Regions from separate parts of the Oryctolagus cuniculus genome. Here region 2 is linked to region 1. Evidence: chromatin contacts called from public Micro-C data. All regions are on one chromosome and are shown on one strand. The core of a region is the stretch at or near the end of the contact, and the rest is flanking DNA. Distances in the headings are between cores, read along the strand shown. Region 1 holds the start of ADRB2 (adrenoceptor beta 2). Region 2 overlaps LOC138850181 (a long non-coding RNA gene).

Evidence for each region. A called contact is a pair of places that touch in the nucleus more often than the background predicts.
Region 2: a Micro-C map of ear pinna shows a contact between it and region 1, with 2.9 times the contacts expected there. The contact joins the enhancer-like site here to the promoter of ADRB2 in region 1. A contact is called at or near these places in 3 of 6 Hi-C or Micro-C datasets (ear pinna, psoas muscle and an unstated tissue).

What each region holds. Positions count from the first base shown.
Region 1 is chr6:36,223,944-36,226,548 of mOryCun1.1, reverse strand. ADRB2 (adrenoceptor beta 2) reads right to left here and starts at 1,276. Exons shown (of 5, transcript XR_011389806.1): 1 at 1-1,276.
Region 2 is chr6:36,357,841-36,360,445 of mOryCun1.1, reverse strand. All of the region lies in intron 1 of LOC138850181 (a long non-coding RNA gene), which reads right to left. Among named protein-coding and RNA genes, the nearest start is that of SH3TC2, 110 kb to the left of the region's middle. Within about 2 kb of position 1,300, at least 2 of the 8 cell types and tissues checked have an H3K27ac peak or open chromatin away from gene starts, as enhancers often do. A contact at or near this core is called in ear pinna, where this site is marked.

The DNA of each region.
Region 1 (2,605 bases), core at 27-2,526:
CAAGCACAGAAGCTCCTGGAAGGCAATCCTGAAGTCTGGGCTCCGGCAGTAGATGAGCGGGTTGAAAGCAGAGTTGACATAGCCCACCCAGTTGAGGAGGATGTAAACTTCCTTCGGGATGAGGTTGTCCTGGATCACGTGCACGATGTTGACGATGAAGAAGGGCAGCCAGCAGAGGGTGAATGTGCCCATGATGATGCCTAACGTCTTGAGGGCTTTGTGTTCCTTCAAGCAGAACTTGGAGGACCTGCGAAGTCCATGTCCATGCCCGCTTCGCCCATCCTGCTCCACCTGGCTGAGGTTTTGGGCATGGAACCGGCCCTCTGATTTGTCAATCTTCTGGAGCTGCTTTTTGGCCACCTGGAAGACCCTGGAGTAGACGAAGACCATGACCACCAGGGGCAAGTAGAACGACACGATGGAGGAGGCAATGGCATAGGCTTGGTTCGTGAAGAAGTCACAGCAGGTCTCCTTGGCGTAGCAGTTGATGGCTTCCTGATGGGTGGCCCTGTACCAGTGCATCTGGATGGGCAGAAAGGAGGTAAGGCCCGACACGATCCACACCATCAGAATGACCACGCGCGCCTTATTCTTGGTCAGCAGGCTTTGGTACTTGAAGGGTGAGGTGATGGCGAAATAGCGATCCACTGCGATCACGCACAGGGTCTCAATGCTGGCAGTGACGCACAGCACATCAATGGAAGTCCAAAACTCGCACCAGAAGTTACCAAAAGTCCACATTTTCATGAGAATGTGGCTCGCCCCAAAGGGTACCACCGCTAAACCCATAACCAGGTCAGCACACGCCAGTGAGGTGATGAAGTAATTTGTGACCGTCTGTAGACGTTCAAACTTGGCAATGGCTGTGATAACCAGAACGTTGCCAAACACGATGGCCAGAACAATCAGAGACATGACGATGGCCAGACCCACCACCCACGCCTCGTCTGTTTCCTGCGAGATGTCGTGGTCCGGCGCGTGACTTCCATTGGGCGCTAGCAAGAAATCGCTGCCGTTCCCGGGTTGCCCCATGGCTCGCAGGCGGGCAGGTGAGCGCCCGGGGGCGGCTGGCGGCACAGTGGCCCCGCCTCAGCGTGCGCACCTCCGGAGGGGCGCTGCGGACCGCGAGCGGACTCCTGGAAGCTTCATTCAGCGGCCGTAGTTGGATGCGGAGGGTCGCGTGGGTCACGTCCGGCGCACTCGGCTTGTGGGTTGCTCTGAGCCCTCCGTGCCCGCCAGCTCCAGCCTGCACTTCAGAGAAGCCGCCTCAGAGTGCGTTCTGCCCGTTATGTGCTCAGGACTTCGGGGCCACTGCCTCCCAGTGACGTGAGGCAACTTTCGGCCAATGGCGTGCCCGCAGCCCCGAAGGGGCGAGGCACCTCTCCCCTTCGCTTCCCTCCCCTTGCCCGCCCTCTCCTGGGGCTGGCCCGGGTGGCAGGCGGGCCACCACTCCCGGGCTGGCTCCTGAGTGCTAAAGCGGGGGCTGCGGGCTCAGCAGCGAACCAGCGAACTGAGCTCCTCTCCCTCCGGCTGCTACCTGTCTGCCCTGGGCGCTTGTGCGCATAATGGCGCTCGCGACATTTGGAAACAGGGACCAGAGTGCCATCAGAACTTGTACATACAAGCACGATGCACCCCTACGGACATGCTCAGACTTATCTGGAACTCAGGGAGACACGACACACCCACCCAGCGCACCAACATGCCTCTCGCGCGCGCTCACACACCCACCCAGCGCACCAACAAGCCTCGCGCGCGCTCACACGCAACCCACAAGCACTGTTGCCGGCAGTCACGGCTCACACGCGGTCAGAGTCAGACATAGAAGCAGCCAAGGGCACAAAGGCACGGACAGGCACACGGAAAGAAGTAAACACACTCTACGCACATAGAGGTGCGTGCGCGCTGGGACTTGGGAGCGCACAGAGCCACAGAGGCACGCGACCCTGTGCGGGTACCCACAGCTCTTCTGGCTCAAGCCCTCAATTGCCACACACCCCCGTGCTCCACCTCTCCCCACCCCGTCACCCTTTCAAACATTTGGCAAGATCACAGGAGATGACTTAAACAGCTGCCGATTCCCTCAGCACGGTCCCTGTCAGTTACTTTGAATGCTCTCCTCGGGAAGGCGGAGAGTTGGGAAGGTTTTACTCTGCGTTTCACTGCAGCTTGGCTGTGTATGGACCTAGCTTGTGATGGCGAAGAAAGTTGCGTGGTTTTGTTGCTGATTGTTGAGAGTGTAGCAGCCCCCCTTCTGTCATCTGTTGGAATGGAGATGCACTGAAAATGAAACAGATTTCCTTTCAAACGTAATGTCTTTGATAACCCCATGGCAACTGCAGAAAAAGCAATCTTTTCAGAGGCTAGATAATTTGTATCTGTTGGATTGAACCATATGAAGTTGCCTTGGTTGGTTGCCTCTGATTTACAAGAATGGACATTTCATACAGTTTGTAACATTATGACTGTACTAACTTTAAGAATGTTTTGAAACTGTGGAAAGATGATTTTTCCAAAAAAAAAGTCAAACCAAGCCTTGAAACTAAATGTCTTTGTTCATGAAATATTACCCTTTGCATCTGGCATATGACTTTAATGTTAAAAA
Region 2 (2,605 bases), core at 51-2,550, 130 kb before region 1:
CACGAGGTGAGAAGAAGCACACAGTCATATTTATGCGGCTGAAAAGTAGCGCTTACTTCCTTGATGGCAAAGGCCATCATTCAAGTTATGTGGACCTTTCCAACATTAGACTCAATAAAGCTGTTTATTATGAACAAAAATTTAGCCCAGTGTCTCCCAAATTGCCCTTCACCAAGGAAATTGCTTCTCTTTTCAGCCTTCCCATAGGTTTTTTCAGTGTGTGCACCCATCTTCTGTCTGTACCTAGTCCCAGAGGTTGGCATTGCAGTTTTCAAAAGTTTATCTTTTAGGCAACGGAATCATTTTTTTTTTTCGAAACATAGTTTTATGCAGGACTGTGATGCCCAAAACAGATACGATGGGGCTGCTTGCTTGAGTCACCCTTGATCTGCTGCACCCCCACCCACTTAAACCTCCCACCTGGGTTCCTGAGACAGAGCTGAAGAATCACAGGACTTGAGGGACCATTGGGAAAGGGTGGGCCCAGCACCTAATCTTAAATGAACTGGATGCTGTGGACAAGAGGATAATGAACATCTGTGGCAGAGGGCTCAAGTTGCTCTCTCGCTGGTTCTCACACACACACCCCACCCCCCACATACCCTTTCTTCCTCTCCCAAGTGTGGCTGAAGGGATCCACAGGGTGGTTTTTGTGACCTTCGGGTACTCTTTGTGGCACAGCAGGCGGCCCCCAGGTAGAAGTTCTACACCAGCAAGTGACTAAAGTGGCTTCGAGTCCTTGGCAAGAGGAACAGACAACAAACTGGCCCACAAGAGGGAGGCCATGTGTGGTGTGGGCTGGAGCGAGATGCTGGAGGTCCCAGCAGAGCTGAGGGACTGAAGGTAGGGCACACCCTGAGATCAGAAAGGGCGTGGTTGTGTATCCTCTAAGTGGGGATGCAGCAAACAACAGGACAGAAGACAGGGAGACGGAGAGCAGAGCCCAGAGAGACGGCAGCCCCAGGCAGATGCTCAGGATGCTGTCACGTTACGGGAACTGGTGGGAGGGGCAGAGAAGTCAAGGAACAGGTGAGGACACCAGCTTCGAGACAGCAAAGGACAGGACATACCAGGCTGAGTTGTCTGCCGTTGTGGTGCCAGGATTCCTCAGAGCTGAACTGGACACAGCTTAAGTACGAGGGGGAAAGCTGGCTGGGAGGCTTTCTGCTTTGTGCCTGTCCTGCTTGGTGAGCTGCTGGAGTTTCTGGCTTCTCTTTAAAGAGTATCATCACTGATGGACACTTTGAGTTAGTGTTGGGGTCTGGGGAAACCAGGGACTGGTCAAGTTAATATCTACATGGTTTGATTGTTGGCAAAGTAACTTTCTGCACAGGACCTCATTGCCCTCCGAGGTATGTCGGAGAGGTCTGCACGAGGAATGTTATTCAGCACCTGACATCCAGAGCACAGCTGCTTACAGAAAACAGAGCCCCGGCGAGGCAGGTAGAGAACCACTGTAACGCACCGTTGGCCCGGAAGTGGTGTGGCCATGTACATGAGGCTAGCACAGTTGTTTATGTCAAAGGCCTCCCACGTGTGCCCAGCCTCCAGGCAGGACGTGGCAACTATGCATTCCATTAGCAATAGGTCAGACTGGCTGTGTGCTAAGTTTCCTGGATCGTGTCACTCAGATGCGTCATGTGCACTTGGTTGTCATAGCATGTTGCACAGGAAGGTTGATCTAGGCCAGAGGTCACACCCTGGCTGCCCCTAGGCTGTGCTGACCCATAGAAGTTTTATTAAGTTTGGTTGGCAGCAAGCTTAAAACTTTGAATTGGCTGCCTACATTTAAAAATTAGAAGGTGCCATAGATATCTGAATTTCTGGCTTTCTTGAGAAATTGGTTTCCGTAGCTGTATGCTTGCCATAAGTCATCCGTTCTCCACATGCTGCAGCCCCAACTCAGTCAGCTTTACTGCTTTATATCATCTGCATGGACTCAGGTGGTTGTCCTATGTAACTTGCCATGTAGAACAGGAGCTGGCAATCTACCACCTGTGGGTCCAATGCAGTAGGTCACCTGCCTGTATAAATAAAGTTTTATTGAAACACAGTCACACGTATCTGTTGACAGACTGGCTGCTTTTACATGCACTGCACAGGGCAGAGTAGTTGTGGTAGAGAACATATTGCCTGAAAATCCTAAAATGTTTACTCTCTGGTCCTTTATAGAAAGAATTTGCTGATTCTTTATCCAGACCATGGCCAGGGCTGACTTTTCACTACCAAATGGCCCACGCGAGTGCTTTCTCAACAAAAGTTTTCTACTCTTAGAGAAACTCTCGTGTTCTTAAACCAGCCTCATTTTCTCTCCCTCCAGGCTTTATTTATAACCTACCCAGATGAGAGGGGAAGTTGGGGCCCGGCTGTTCTCCAGCCCTGGGTTACTATGAGGTCATACAATGTCAGTTTCCATAGTCAGGGCCATGAGGCAGTTGGCTTCCTTTTATTTTTCCCTTGCACGCCATATCCAAGGGGGAACAAGCAGGACGGCCTAGAACTGCTGGCATCCTACACTTCTGGAGACACTACCTACAGCTCATAGGCTCCGGCACTGCTATTAGTATTATTACTAATGGGAACAATCTGTCCCTGGCTAGCAGAA